Linked DNA regions of Rattus norvegicus: region 2 is linked to region 1. The links are chromatin contacts, called in public Hi-C maps. All regions are on one chromosome and are shown on one strand. The core of a region is the stretch at or near the end of the contact, and the rest is flanking DNA. Distances in the headings are between cores, read along the strand shown.

Region 1 (4,453 bases), core at 974-3,473:
CTGGCCTCAGGACATGGCATAAGCCAAGCTGGAGAAAAATCCAACTCAGGGAGACTGATTTTCCTTTTCTAAAAACAGGCTGACTCCTTTTGATGGGCCTGGAGTCTTGAAATTTGACTATCTTATTTCTTCCATAAATAGTTTACTTATAGGTTAGCATAACTGCTTATATATTCTTGACTGAAAGACTGTTCCTCAGCCCCTGGAAAAGGTCATCTTCAACAGAATGAGAAACTCTGGGAGAGACACACAGAGCAACGAAAGAGGAAAAGGATTTTGCTAAGCCCAACAGACCATCACCACTAACCCTGGTTCCATGGGGTATGATCTGCTGCAACCAGATCACCCTCGCATCCAGGGGGCTGGAGACAAAATCCATGCCATCACGTTCATCGCAAGGAGCAGCATGAGTCTGACAGAGCAATGCTGGCCCCCTCAGAGCCTTGACTCCAACAAGGTTCCTCTCACTGCTCCGGAGGTCTCTGTTGCCACTGTGTCTGGTCATTCCTTCTAGGTCCAGCTCAGACATAACCCAAAGACTCTTGCAGATAACACCCTTTGCTTCCTTGTCTGTTTCTTCCTTCCTATGTTTCTTTTTCCTCTCATTTGTGTACCAATGCTGAGCTGGCCTGGGACAATGTGGTTAGAATAAGGTGAGATGTGGCACAGTACTTCATCTCCAAGGCCCTGGTCTTAGGCCGAGCTCTCCGTTTGGAGCATGCCTGCTCCTGGGAAGGGCCTGGCCCACCCTCTCCTCCCATTGTGTCATTATTCCTATCAGGGAGTGAGCTTTCCTCCTAGCAGCTGTTGGCAGCCTTTTTCTAAGTCAGAGGCTCTTAGGAATTTTCACATTTGACAACACCCAGATATCTATCCTGTACCCAGAGCCAATGCCAATGAAAATTGACTAGTCCTGGTTGTCTCCTTGCTCTTGAAGTAAAACCAACCATAAGTCTCCCAGTTAAAGAAACCTTTACCTGGGCTGAGGTTGAGAATTTGTCCTGAACAATTTGGTGTTTAATATTTTGATCCACTTGTTCATTGGGGGATTCCAAAGGAAAAGCATGCTACCCTTTAACTAACAGCCTAGTAACATAGGAAGAGCAGAACTGTGAGGGTTGTGAGAACAGGTGGACTCCTCTCTCATAGATGACAGCTTAATACAAAACAGAGATCACCAAAGAGACACTCAAGGGGTACCACATAAACCCCCATCCACAGAAAGCATGAGAAGAAATATTTCAACCAAAAACGATGTATTCCCCTCATAGACAGAACATATGGCGGTGAACGCCTAAACTCAGAAATGACTTGGGTCCAATGTAGCTGCAGAATATTCAGTTGAGGGACAGGTCTTGAGTAAAGTTCAAAGACAGTGAGTCACACAGGTATGGTAGGCCTGTGGAAGGGCTTAGAAGGGCAAAGAGAATCCACAGAAGAACCAGGGAATGGGGCAGGGTGGAGGAGCATAAGAGATTTGTTTCAAGAGCGTGTCTCTAGCTCCCTGTATTGGACACGTGGAAGAGTATCAGTAAATATCAACGGAGCAGAAAGAGGAGCTGATTGTTAAGGCAAGGTGTCTGGAAAAGTGAGAGTTCTGAATGGGTTCAATGTATTTGACGAGTGTAGGCGAGATTGATGCCTAGGCCTCTGGTTTGGGCACATGTGTGGATGGAGGTTTTCCAGAAAAGGAAAACAAGAGAAACGAGCATCCCTTGTCTTCCTAACCTCCCAGGCTCAACCTAGCCAACCCCGCCGAGACAACAGGACCTGCGGGTCTGCCCCGAGGAAGATGGGGGAGCCAGGGGCAGATGGGGAGCCAGGGACAGATGGAGTAACGCCTGTGGCCCTCGTGCTTCTAGGCCAGCCGGGGTACGTGACAAGTCCACACAGCTGACCCTACAGCCAGACACTTAGACGCCCGGGAATGGGGTGAGCGAAAACAGCAGCGCGGGACTCCGCCAGCCAGACACGTCTGGCCCCGAAACCCTCTCGGAAGACAGGCGGCTGCCGTGGGCCACAGGTCCCACTGTGCCCGGACGGTCGGCATCCTCCACCCTGCCGCCCTGGCCTCCCATCCCGAGTCCCAGGCCCGGGAGCCACCGACCGACCTCTGCTCCAAGGGTCAGGCCTCCCGCCCGCCGGTTCGCTCACCCTGATAATCCCTGACGCAGTCGCGAAGCACTTCTGGATGAACCTTGCCAGCTGCCGTCCCCCTGACGCTTTTTCTCCGCACGCCGGACCCGCCCCTCGGTCAGCCGCGCAGGCGCACAGCCTCCCACCGCCCCGGGAGCCGTCGGCCCCGCCCCCTGCGCGGCCCGATCCATTGAGTCCACGTGTCCCCTGTGGCTGGCGCGCCGGATCTGCCTCCTGAGGGCGACACCCTGCTGCTTAGCCCTGGAGCGTCCAGGCGTGCGAGTTGCTAGGCAACCCTGAAGCCCCGGGAAGAGGCACCACAGGAGTTTTGGGCTGCAGGATACGGAGGAGCGGACTCAGAGGTTGGCCAGCCTCGCCTTCTCTATTCTTTGACCGTGCTCTTGCCCCTCTCCCCGCACTTCACACCGAAGAAGAGTGTAAAACCCCTAACTCCTGTCCAATGAGGCAGCCGGTGCCCGCCAAGGACCCTGCGTTTCCATGAATGACCTGCTTCCGTTTTTTCTTTGCTCTATTCCTGAGCCACAGCCTCAAGCTCCAAGACTTATGGGCGACCCAGCTAGTAAAGTTCCTGAAATCGGCTGGTTTTGTTTTCTTTACTTTTTAAATTTATGTACATTGGTGTCCGACCAGAGAGTGTGGGATCCCCTGAACTGGAGTTAGACAGTTGTGAGGTGCCATGTGGGTGGTGGGGACTGAAAAGCCAGTGCTCTTAATCACCTAGCCGAAACCGGGTGTTCTTTTCTAGAGAAGACAATATACTTTCAAAAAACGATCCTGCCCTTTACTCCTAACAAAACTGTCTTTCAGTGAATGTGTATAAATCCAGATGGATACAGGATTGTACATTTTAAAATACCTTCTCTCCTTTGTATCCATGAAGATACATAATCTTTTTTTTTTAGCTGCTCCTACATCAAAAGGGGAGAGAGATTATATCAAAGCCTTCCCTACTTCCTTGAGGCCTTGAAAATTGGCCAACAGCACCGCCTTTGTCCCACTTCCAAGATTAAGGTTTCAACATTATCCTATAGGGAGAGAAAAACCTCTTAGTCCCTAAGATATTAACACAACATTCCATCTCATTCTGAAGCTTAGATTAGTTTGATCCAGTTCGTTCCGGGTACTCTGCGCCTCCATCCAGACTGCATTCTACCTACGCTCCATTGTCTTGGGAGCTATAAATACAGGTAGTTTATGGCCCTTTAAGAAACTCAGTAACTGGGGTTGGGGATTTAGCTTAGTGGTAGAGCCCTTGCCTAGGAAGCACAAGGCCCTGGGTTCGGTCCCCAGCTCCGAAAAAAAAGAACCAAAAAAAAAAAAAAAAAAAAAAGAAACTCAGTGACTAGGAACTGGACTGAGGGTAGCCTGGAACTCCTGATCCTCTGTCCTTCACCTTCCACCTCCCAGACCTACCTTTCTGTTTGGTTTGGTTTGGTTTAGTTTGGTTTGGTTTGGTTTGGTTTTTTGAGACAGGAGCTCTGTGTAGCTCTGGCTGTTCTGGAACTTGCTGTGGACTAGGCTGACCTCAGACGCAGATCCACGTGCTTCTGCCTCCCAAGTGATGGGATTAAAGGTCTGTGCCACCACAGCCTGGCTCAGACTTTTGTCTAATAAGCACTTGCCACCAAGCTAGGTACTCCATCTTTTCTGCCTGACCATTCTTACCTGCACAGATATTTGTCCTCTGGTTCTTTCCCATAATGCAATTGAAAAGGCAATCTCCAGGCAAACCAGGGGTCTCTTCTGGCTTGTTTATTTGTTGCACTCAAACATCCTGTGGTGGTTAGAATAGGTTTGGCCTCCATTATCTCCCATGTTTCAATGCTTGACCTGTAGAGAGTGGCACAATTAAGAGGTACAGCCTTGTTGGAGTGGGTATGGCCCTGTTGGAGGAAATGTGTCACTGTGGAGACAGGTTAGAGGTCTTCTATGCTCCAGCTATGCTCAGGGTGACACACACACTCCTTTTGCTGCCTGTGGATGAAGATGTAGAACTCTCAGCTCCTTCAGTCCCATGTCTCCCTGCACACTGCCATGCTTCCCTCCGAGATAATGGTCTAAACCTCTGAAACTAAGCCATCCCCAATTAAATGTTTTCCTTTATAAGAGGTGCCATGGTCATGGTGTCTCTTCACAGCAATAAAGCCCTAAGGCACAGCCACACTTGTAAGCATTTCCTTTTGTTTTCCGACATCTGTGCCTGTTCTATCTGTTCGACCAGGGTCGCATCCTCTGTCGATGTACAAATAAAAGGGTGCCAAGGGGCAGAGTGCCTTCATCCAGTGACTTCATCTAG
Region 2 (4,453 bases), core at 1,328-3,827, 840 kb before region 1:
GTACCTCTGGCTGCTGGGGTTGCTACCCCTGTGAGGCCGTGATCTAGTATCGCTGCTATGGCCAAGCCAGCTAGTGCCCCGTCGTCTCTCAAGGCCATCTCTTTCTCCTGACTGATGTGGCTGTGTAGAGAGGGAGTAGTCATGTGAAGGCTGCATGGGGTTCCTATCTAAGGGGATTCCTGGGAAGTTGAAGGTTTGCTTGATAGGTAAATGAGAAAGGGCAGTGGCATCATTTTTTACAGAAATCATGCACTGAAGAATGTCAAGGTTTCTCATCGACATACAAAGGGGCATTGAAGAACATCATGGACTTCACTTGGGCAGAGGAAATGAACTGGTGTGCAGTTCAGAGACCTTCCCTTAGGCCAGAGTCAGGAACCCAGCATCACCCTAGGAGCAGGTTGGTGCCTGTTTTATACACCATGTATATATTTTACTCATTGATTTACTGATAAAAGGAACCTTTGAAGAATCATCTAAAGACCCCAAATTTAATTTTTAAAAACGAACTTGCCCTTTAATGGCCGGTAGTCATGGTTTTGAAGATTGGCTATATCCTCCTGATTGAAGCTGGTGTGGGGTTCTCAGCAGAACACAGATTTTCATGAGGAAGGATGACTGGCTGACTGGGTTCAGGATTGGAGGCTCAGACTAACTTCTGCAGTAAGTGAACACTAAGTAATCCTTAGTGTTTCAGTGACACGCAAACCAAGAGGACCCGGGAGCTGCTGTTCCTCGGGGTCTAGCGAAGCAGCAGTGCTTTTGAAGGGTGAGATTTGGGCAGGACTGGAAGCAGAGAGGGCAGCCATAATCAGCTGTCAATTTTCAATCTTGCTTGGATGTTGTTTTTCCTGAAAAAAAGTCCCATCCCTCAGTCACTGATTCCGTCGTGGTTTTGACCAAGGTATATGACTCAGAACCACAAAGATCTGTTTCAATCCTATCAAGATTTTTGTCTCGTCCTTGATTAGAACGGGCAGAGCAACAGCCGGTGTTAAGTCAGGTTTGGGCTGAGCCTCAGTGAGGTGGTTTAAATGAGAAGGACGCCTCCAGGCTCAGACATTTAAATAGTTGGTCTCTACTTGGTGTGTGAGGAGTCTTAGGAGGTGTGGCTTTGTGGGGGAACTGTGTCACTGGGGCTGGGCTTCAGACTTTAGATGCCTCCCACCACTCCCAATGTGCTCTCTGCTTCCCACATGATACTCAAGATCTGAGCCCCCAGCCCACTGCTTCCGCTGCCACATCTTTGCTATGCCATCATGGACTCCACCCCTCTGGAACCATAAGCACCAAGAAACTCTTTACTCTTAGGTGGCCTTGGTCATGGTGTCTGGTTACAACAATGGAAAAGTCACCAATAGACTCGGTTTCTAGGATATGGGGAGGAATGGCTCTCCCAGAAACTTCCTTGAGAGCATCCCAGCAGATTGTGCAGCGCTTTAAGATGGGTACAGACCGGCTGGCAGAGCGTGGAAGGGTGTAGAGTAAGGAAGGCCCTGTGTCTTTTCCGGCATCCAGCAATGATCACCGTGCAGAGCCATCAACAGTAACCATAATGGCCCAGTCGAGTCTGGCAGCTGCAGCCTGCTGGGGGACCATGCTGAATTCAAATAGTGACTTAAGATTTCTGTCTACGGGGTTGGGGATTTAGCTCAGTGGTAGAGCGCTTGCCTAGGAAGCGCAAGGCCCTGGGTTCGGTCCCCAGCTCCGAAAAAAAGAACCAAAAAAAAAAAAAAAGATTTCTGTCTACAAAGCTGTTCTGTCCTTGGCTGTGCCGTAGTCTTCTTGCACAGACTCTGGGAAATAAAAAGCAAATAAAACGATTCTGGCACCCAGCACTAATGAGAATGGGCAGATAGGCCAGTCAATAAAACCACAAATACATACCCATCAAGTTCAGGCCTTGTGCTAGACTTGAGATCCTGCTGTGGTTTTGAGTTTCTAGAGAACCTAAATCAGGCTACGGAAGCTACAGAGCTGGCCCTTGAAATAGGGCAAGCATTGGGAAGAAGGTGGGCACCTAGAGATGGGCTCCAAAGTCCTTTCTAGAGTTCATCTTGACGTGTTCCCCACACTAGGTTTCACAGCTCCGTTCTCCTGCTTCTTTGCGGACAAATGATAAGGAAAAAGAGGTGAGGTTTGTGGGGAAGGGTGCATACTGAGAAAATAAGGAGAACAGACTCTTGTGGAGTCAGAGGCTGAGGGAAAGGAGCATGGCAGTGCTGGGGACCCTCGTTAGGGACTGAAGTGTCCCTCTTGGTGCTAAAGAGCATGGCCTTCCTGCTCCAGGTGTGAACCTGGTACAGAAGCTCCTTTTTCAGAAATCTCCTGTTCCATTGGCCTCTGGAGCTCAGAGGGCTCCCAAGAGATAGATTTATTTTGATTTTTGTGGTTAACAGAAAACTAAAATTCCCAGGCCCTTCTAGATGTTGTGTGTTTGTGTTTTATCATCCCCATTACAAAACCATCCCTTCCAACTGGATCCCACAAAACCCGACTTGGCCAGTCTCACCCGTGGCATTGCCTCTTTAAAACTTGCATCTCTGCACACTGTACCCATCCCCCACCCTCTGGCATTTCCTGCCAGGCCTGGGAAGCCAAATCCTGGAGGACTTTGCTGTGAGGGAAACTGGGAATGGGGCTGAGCCTCTACAGGATCTCCACCCGCCCACCAGCCTCCCTCCAGCCCTGGGGAACGGGTGGCGTGGAGAATCCTTAAAAAGCAACTGGTGATGTTTTTCAAATGTGATTTAATCATCTCTGTGGGCAAGGGGAGAGCTGCCTGGAGCAAGTGTTGACAACATAGTAGAGGATTTGTAGTTTCAAAGAACTCTAATTTTTTTTAACTTTTAACAAAACTGCAAACCCTAAAGAAAAGAAGGGATGGCGGGGGTACAAGGTGACCAGGAGAGAGAAAGATCTAGTGAATAATCAGGCCACCTAAGAGAACGGAGAAAGCAACCTGAAGGGTAGGCCATGATCCTGCTAGGCCAGGTGACATTGGGGTGGTGGGGCCTGGGAGGAGTTGGAGGGCTTTTGGCCCCTTTGCTGGCTGTTTCTAGAAAACAAAAGCCCTCGATGTTCAATACCTCTAGATGGTTTGGATTAGCAGCCCTCGGGACTCTATGCTACGGGCTCGACAGTAGAAGATTGGAAGTGGTAGTGCTGGGCTTGGTAATGCTCTCCAGCGTTAGGTGAAGAGAGTCTACGTGGATGCTTTGGGCTCTGTGTGACACAGTGTCTTATCCAGTGATGCGAGGAAGCACATCTTGGTGCTGAAGAACATCCTGTGTGAGCAGGATGGGTGGGCGGCAATGCCATTTCTCTTCCTTAGCCAATTTACACTCAGGGCCCTGTGGCCTGCAAGTGACTGAGGGCTTATGGAGACTCTGATAGGAGGGTCGGTGTGTAAAGTCACTGAGTGCCAATCTCCGTTGCCTGAGGAGAGCCGAGGGACGTGGAGAGGGGGATAAGAGTGCAAGTAGAGGGGCCGCATAATTTCATACCAATCAGGCTGCATGAAGAAAGTGGTCACCCAGGTCTTGAAGCAAGGACCCATTCTAGAATGAAGTGCAAAGTTATAGGGCTCACTTTGCTCCAGTGTGCCCACCTCAGGGCAGACAGGGAGGAGTGCTGCCTCTTAGTCTAGAGTCTGTCACATAAGGTAGCTTCTTTACATGTAAGGAAACACGGAAAGAAGATTTTCTTCTATATTTCCACATTTTATTATGGTAAAATAAACATAGGATTTATCACCTTTGAACACTTGGAGGCTGAGGCAGGAGGATAGAAAGTTTGAGGCGACTCTCTCTGTATATGAAGATTGACTCAAAGAAAGATCAAACAAACAAAACACCCAAGCCAAAAAACAAATTCTCTAACTTTGGGGACGAAGTGATAGACACATTTATACACTTGTGTGTGTGTGTGTGTGTGTGTGTGTGTGTGTGTGTGTGTGTGTGTATTCTTCCACGTGGGTCTGTTTGGCACGTTTTCCAACATGAAGGGGCACACTCATTCTGCTCACCTCTTTGCTCACTCCAATGCTGCTAATTTTTATATTCACACTCAGGGTTCGTGGAGGTGCCTTGTTGAGGTAGGGTGTGTGCGTGTGTGCTCATGCAGACCCCATGCGTGTTGTAGCCGGATGGAACTCCATTGCCGCTTTCCCATCTGACAGAGCAGCCCCACTTTGTCCAGCTTCATATTAACATCCCCAGCAAGACAGAGCTGGGATTCAGATCACAGCACCACGTTTGCCTCCTGGGGTAGAAGAGGGCCATTGCAGGAAGAGCTGGGAAGAATGGGCTCTCCCAGGAGCCCAGAGGCCATGAGAGGTTTTGAAGGGGAAACTGGCATCAGCCGTTCCATTTCCCTGTGCATCTAGAAGGCCAGGCAGCTTGTGAAGAAGGCATAGGCTTGACTGGTATAGAACTATCAACCAGGGAGCTCT

Evidence for each region. Hi-C and Micro-C count contacts between places; a contact is called where the count stands out from the background.
Region 2: a Hi-C map of liver shows a contact between it and region 1, with 3 times the contacts expected there. The contact joins the enhancer-like site here to the promoter of Mcfd2 in region 1. A contact is called at or near these places in 8 of 12 Hi-C or Micro-C datasets (the A7r5 cell line, the Rat2 cell line, Schwann cells and 4 more).

What each region holds. Positions count from the first base shown.
Region 1 is chr6:13,025,820-13,030,272 of GRCr8, reverse strand. Mcfd2 (multiple coagulation factor deficiency 2, ER cargo receptor complex subunit) reads right to left here and starts at 2,223. Exons shown (of 4, transcript NM_139253.2): 1 at 2,155-2,223.
Region 2 is chr6:13,867,190-13,871,642 of GRCr8, reverse strand. All of the region lies in intron 10 of Prkce (protein kinase C, epsilon), which reads left to right. Among named protein-coding and RNA genes, the nearest start is that of Prkcel1, 60 kb to the left of the region's middle. Within about 2 kb of position 2,577, at least 23 of the 93 cell types and tissues checked have an H3K27ac peak or open chromatin away from gene starts, as enhancers often do. A contact at or near this core is called in the A7r5 cell line and liver, where this site is marked.